Regions from separate parts of the Gossypium hirsutum genome. Here region 1 is linked to region 2. A link is a contact called in public Hi-C data. All regions are on one chromosome and are shown on one strand. Each heading gives the region's core, a stretch centred on a gene start, on an enhancer-like site or on the middle of the called end of the contact. The rest is flanking DNA. Distances are from core to core; before and after follow the strand shown. Region 1 holds the start of LOC107933797. Region 2 holds the start of LOC107948359 (aquaporin PIP2-2).

Region 1 (3,529 bases), core at 131-2,630, 490 kb before region 2:
CTCTTGGCGGATGTTAAAAGCCATGTTTCCTATTATTACTGTTTCTGATTCTTTCTCAACCCGGAACATGGTAGGACCATCATGATCATCTTCCTTTTTTGGTTTGCCTTATCTTTTCAGCAATTTGGATGACTCAATATAACAAAAGAAAAAGATCCTTTTTAAAGTTTTTTCCATTTATCCTAACCACTACTAGTAGTTAAAAATGGTGACAAAAAGAGCTTTTGGCTCATCTTTTATTTAGAGTACACTATCTTTTATGACTTTTTTATTACAAACTCCTCTTTTTACAGTTGCAGCTAGCTATAGACCTAGTTGTGTGGTAGATTTAGGTTCGAAGTTGGGATCTGCTCTCTTGTTTTATGAATCTTGTTGAACTACATATGCAACAGTTCTAGCCCAAAACTTGAGATGTTTCTTCATATCAGCAGCAGCAGAGACCCTTGGTACTCTTAGATTCAGCAAAGGAGAATCGGGTCTTTTAATCAGCCAAGCTTCTGATAAATATGGTCTTATAACACCTCTCTTCTCTTCTTGTTCAATATCATCGTCTTTAGATAGTTGGTCAGCATCAACATTGACTTCATTATGGATCCGTTTAGTTCTGGAAAATCCAAGTCTGAGCAAGCCGGGGATAACACTAATCATCCTGGCGTTCAAGTGCTCTTTTGTGAATACAAATCCAAGATCCATGAACCCTTTTACTTCTTCCAGTTCCAAGTCTTTCAAGCTCCTACAACTCGTGGATTTTTGCAGTTTGCATTGATGGTTAATCCTCTGATGTTTATGAGTCGATTGTGATGGAGAATGTGAACGACTAAGATTCCCTCTTCTTGATCTTTTCTTCAATTGTTTTTCCTCTTTTTTAGGATCATCCTAAGAATTTGATCACCATGAAAAACAACAGCAAAAATGAAACAAAAAATAAGAAACATATTTCAAGAGTGTTGAACTTGATGAGCATAGTTCTTTTTCATTCATTTTATTATTATTATTACTGTTTACCAGCGCTGGTATTTCTTGGTCTGCAACAGATGATAAAGAGAGGCTTGAAGATGATGAGCTTGTAGTGGTAGATTCTGAGAGGGGCTGCTTTGGTTCAAGGGGGAAATATGGTGAAAAGGGGTCTGGGAAAAGAATAATCTGTTGAAACCAGAGACGATCCATGGCTCCTACGAGACATAAAGAGAGGTTATTAGCCATTGAGAAAAAAGGGGGAGGGGGGAATACATGGAGGGAGAGAGGGTTATTTATCAGCATCAGTGTGGGGGTTGTATGGTGTTGAAAGAATAAGGAAAAGCATTGGAATATAGAAGTGGTGGAACCTTTGGGCAGTGGAAGATGTGGTGATGGCCATGGATTCATCCAACTCCACATCTTTTCGTAAGAGACCCATATACATGATATGGATACTATTTGTTGCAGTCATGTTGATTCTGTATGTCATAATAGTGGACCACCAAGGGGGACTCTAAACCAACCCAGGACAAGCAGGTGGTATCAACTCTCGTAATCGCCCATTGTCAAATATAATCTGCTTTCTAATTGAAGCTCCAATCAGGACAAATCATGGATAGTGAACCGAAATAATCCAGCAACTCATAACTCATGACTCACAAACGTCTCTTTAAACATTGCAATTAATATCCGCTTTATGTTAGCTTGAAGATTATATCTTCTGTACACACACAAATAATTAACGCAAATTATTTGAATATTAATTTAATATGTAATTTTATACATAAATTTTAATTTTGTATAATTTTATAAATGAAATTTTGATTTGGTTCAATTCTTATAAATTATTAATAATTATATTGATATAACATTATTTTATGTTTATATATTACATGCACAAATAATTATATTAATTCAATATAAAAATAAATTTATGAGTTTATTTTTTTAAATATGTTTTACTTAAATCAAAATTAAAATTTTGCGTATATATTTAAATTATAATTAAAATATCATATATAATTTTGGAATCTTTCTTTAATATTTTGATGTCATGAGCAAAAATCAATTAGGGCATTTGGTCTAGTAGTATGATTCTCGATTAGGGTGCGAGAGGTCCCGAGTTCAATTCTCGGAATGACCCTTTTTCTTTACGTTTTCCCAAGATTTTGGAATTTATGGCGGTTTAGATTAAGCAATTTCTACTGTAACTTGGAAGTTAGCCCAAAATGATCGTGAGCTTTAGACCTATGGCTTTTCATGGACTCATTAACTTTCCAAACTACTCTAAAAGTTAGTAGCTTTTTCTTTTTGCTTTCCATTTAATTTTCCTTGAAAATATAAAATGATAACTATTTATCAATATTTTTCATGATACCCATAAGTCAAGAAATTGGATTTTAAATCAATATGTTGGATAGGACTTACGATTTGAAATTGAGAAGAAGGGTTAATGGGTAGTCTCAGAAAAGAAAAACATGTATGTTCTTTGTGTCTAGAGTAGGAGTAGGCATTTCCAATGAAACAAAGTTGATATGGGTAGAAATATTAGCCTAAAATAGACACCACAAAAGTACTTTAGTCTTTCCATATTGAAACTTAATCAGCTGCATTGGCAACACAATAGAACTTCTCATTTCTCCAACTCCATCTGTACACATTATAAAAATTGTGTTTTGATTTTTCAGAGAACCTGCCTCTGTCTTTGTTGCAGAGCTTATGTACAGATATATGAAAATTTCATAACACACGTCTTGTTTTCCACAAAATAAAATCCAAGTCCTGAGTGTTCGAAGAACAAGAATAGTACTTGTTTTCAAGACCGAAGTTGATAAAACAAGTAGCAAATATGCTTAAGAGCTGCTTAAATATGAGATGATAAGTTCTACCTTTGTTTCTAAATCTTCATTGCTTTGATCCCTTTTTATGTCTTGCTTTGCAAGACATAAAAAACTATCAAGTAACATTTCATCTAATGCTGGCAGCCCAATCATGTGGTTCTTTGCTGTGTCAACACTGATTTTTTTTCTAATTTACAATACATTAAGCATCACAAATTACCCATTTCAACAGTGATCATTGCATTGAAAAGATTTGATTCAGCAATTAATTAGCAGATACGAAATCACCAAACTTTTATTCCAAACAGAAGGTTTACTTAGCTTAACATGTTACATTAAGAGATAAGAAAATAGGCACTTTCCTAAAGGCTTATTTGCGACCATCTTAAGCTAGAACAAAGACAAAAGAAGAATTAACTTCTCACTGCCCACCACGGAGACGAAGAACAAGGTGAAGGGTGGACTCTTTCTGAATGTTATAATCAGCTAAAGTCCTCCCATCCTCCAATTGCTTTCCAGCAAAGATGAGCCTTTGCTGATCTGGAGGGATACCTTCCTTGTCCTGAATCTTCGCCTTCACATTATCAATTGTATCCGAACTTTCCACCTCCAATGTGATTGTTTTCCCAGTCAATGTCTTAACGAAAATCTGCATGCCTCCACGAAGCCTCAAAACAAGGTGAAGGGTCGATTCCTTCTGGATGTTATAATCAGCCAAGGTCCTCCCATCC
Region 2 (3,064 bases), core at 227-2,726:
TCATTTCATTCATCCATGCATGCCAGCCTTAATTTACTTTGAACTTATGGCTGCACAATTCTTGCTTCAACATATTTTACATGGCAGAGCTGCTCCTGAAGGATCCCAGAGCTTTAGCACCCGATGCCCTCAATACAAACTGGTGATAGATTGCGGCAATTGCAGCTCCAATGAAAGGTCCTACCCAGAATATCCACTGCATCCATTTCAAAGAAACAACAAAATTTTTATAAGGTGTCATAAGACAAGGGCCAAAAATAAAAAAAAGTTGTATAACTCAAAAGGTTCATACATGGTCATCCCATATCTTGTCCTGGTTGAAGATAACAGCAGCCCCCAAACTACGAGCTGGGTTGATACCGGTTCCGGTGATGGGAATAGTGGCTAAGTGAACCATGAACACAGCAAACCCAATGGGAAGTGGTGCCAAGACCTTAAACAACAATACACAACAATTCATAACTGATACAATACAATTTACGTTTGTGATTTGGTTAAAGTTAAGAGACATACAGGGATATGGGAGTCTCTTGCATTCCTCTTGGGATCAGTTGCAGAGAAAACAGTGTAGACAAGGACAAAGGTGCCGATGATTTCAGCCGCCAAACCAGTTCCAGTGCTGTATCCTTCAGCCAGGCTGTTGGCTCCTCCTCCATACTGGTTGTAGTATGAGTTTTGGAAGGCCTTGACCAGCCCACATCCACATATGGCTCCCAAACACTGAGCACCCATGTAAAATATGGCTCGAACTAACGACACCTTCCTAGCCAAGAAAAGTCCAAAGGTCACTGCTGGGTTGATGTGTCCCCCTGCAATATTGAGCTAAGTTGTCAGTCATTTGCTAAATCGTATCCCGCTATTAGCCCATTTTGCGTACTTACCAGAGATACCGGCAGTGCAGTAAACAAGGATAAAAATCATGCCACCAAAAGCCCAAGCAATGCCGAGAATGCCAACGCCTCCACAATCTTCACCGCCCTTAGCAAGGTCGGTCTGGGTCTTGTAACCGATCACAGTCAAGACAGTGATGTAGAGAAAGAGGAGAGTGGCAATGAACTCAGCTATGACAGCCCTGTAAAAAGACCACTTGGCTAACTCCTGAGCGTCTACCAATGGAGCGGGTGGAGGATCATGGTAGTCCTTGGCCTGGAACTCACCACCAACCTCAATGTCCTTAGCCATAGCTCTTACAAAACTGAATAGAAGCTTGGATTACAGCCTTTGTTTTTGAAGATAATCCTTGGAAGAAGGGTATATATGGGTGCGGTGGTCGAGTGGGTGTCAATTTAACGTAGTTGTTTTGCCGCCCCATTTCAGAAAACCAGACCCTACCAAGGGTGGCTCTTTGCTGCTGGACTACTTCGGGACAATATTCCTTAAAATTAATGATAAGCGCTTCATTAATTATGCATTTATTTATACACGGCAACTATTATTGTTCATGTTGGAATATACATTCTCTTTAACTAAAAACAAATATAGGTTAGTATTATAGCTATCTATAATATAATTTAAGTTTTTTTTGTGGAAATAAAAATTATTACTGTAATTCTTTTTACTTAATTAAAAAGGCCAAAAATCTAGTGTGGAAAAGAAGACAAAATAGATGATAAGTGGGTAATAATTCGCCACGTTTCATTAAGTAATGGAGAGATGGAAATGGTGTGTCGGGCGTGATCCAAAAAGGCGTACCGACTAAACACTTAAAATGCGGTAGGCACTACAACCGTCCATTTCAATGCCGGACCCACCAAGCACCGCCGTTGATCCTTTCAACCACTCTTGTCCAGCCACGTGGTATCAATCATAAAATATTGCTCTCTAATCACATCGCATGGACCAAACTCCTTGAAATAGAAAGAGATATAATAACACTTAAGGCTTTCCTTTACCAACGTGTCGATACAAAAGTTATGATGCCGTCTCCGCTTTGATGATTGGTCGGTTGTCCTCTACTGTTTTTCATCACTTGCACTCAGTTTACAGCACAATAAGGCCACAATATTTTCCTAATTGCATTGCCGATTTTTTTAATGAATATTTTTCTAAATTTGTTAATAATGATTTGAATGACTGCCAAGTAATTATTTTGGTAATTGGTGTAAATCTTTTATTAATTTTAATAATCTCATTTATTATCCAACTATAACAAAATTATATGGTTAAAAGTATATTTAGAAATTCATACAGAGGTTTTAATAGATATTATTCGAAATAATTTCACATCAATTAATAATATTATAGAAGTTGGGTTAATACAGAAATGATGCACTAAGAATTGGAAAATAGAATTTCAACATATTAACAAAATAACTGATTCTTTGGGTGAGACAGCAGTAATGAAGTTAAATAAATTAATTTTTCTCACATATAGACCGCAATATATTAGGACGAGATTGCTAGAGGGATGTCAATAATTCACTGCATAAAGAGACCTCTATCCCATAGATTCCTAGTTTTTAAGCGTGTTTTTTCTATTTACTATAAAAAGAAAAATAAACTCATTTTTCAATATATTTTTATGCAACTCTTTTTATTATTTATATCTGAGATAATACACATTACCACCTGAATTAAAACTCCTTCAGCATTGAAAAGTTTCCTACTTTAGTAGTCAATTCATAATCTCAAGCCTTACAAAGAAAGAGATGGGAGACCATCATTGTTATTGACTGTTAATTTTAATCAAACACCTTTTCACAAGGTGGACTTAAATTTTCCCCACCGTAAGAATGGTAGCAAAACATAGTTTTAAAAGGAACAAAATTTTAATGCAAGTATAAGGATCATCTTTTTTGTGTAGGCCAAATACATTTTTCCTTTGATGAACAATCCTGCGAAGTAACAATGAAATAAGAGAAAAAAAAAACCATTGAACTGTAACAAAACTGGAACATTCCATTAATTCCCCAAGATAACAATTTATAACAAAATGTGGGGAGGGGGGATTTCAGTCCTAAATATGGATGGGTGAGGAATGCTAGTCGTCATTGGAGTCCTCAGCTTCATCTTCGGTGATGGTCTCCAACACAGGAGAATTAGATGTTCTGTTCCTGAGGGGAGA

The links. A called contact is a pair of places that touch in the nucleus more often than the background predicts.
Region 1: a contact with region 2 is called in a Hi-C map of leaf, with 1.9 times the contacts expected there. The contact joins the promoter of LOC107933797 here to the promoter of LOC107948359 in region 2. A contact is called at or near these places in 3 of 34 Hi-C or Micro-C datasets (leaf and petal).

What each region holds. Positions count from the first base shown.
Region 1 is chrA04:68,670,747-68,674,275 of Gossypium_hirsutum_v2.1, reverse strand. LOC107933797 reads right to left here and starts at 1,380. Exons shown (of 2, transcript XM_016866080.2): 1 at 1,006-1,380; 2 at 91-876. The coding sequence starts at 1,377. The coding sequence ends at 361. LOC107933786 (polyubiquitin) reads right to left here. Exons shown (of 1, transcript XM_016866070.2): 1 at 3,076-3,529. The coding sequence ends at 3,220.
Region 2 is chrA04:68,183,003-68,186,066 of Gossypium_hirsutum_v2.1, reverse strand. It overlaps LOC107948359 (aquaporin PIP2-2), which reads right to left and starts at 1,476. Exons shown (of 4, transcript XM_016882867.2): 1 at 882-1,476; 2 at 514-809; 3 at 293-433; 4 at 1-196. The coding sequence starts at 1,182. The coding sequence ends at 77.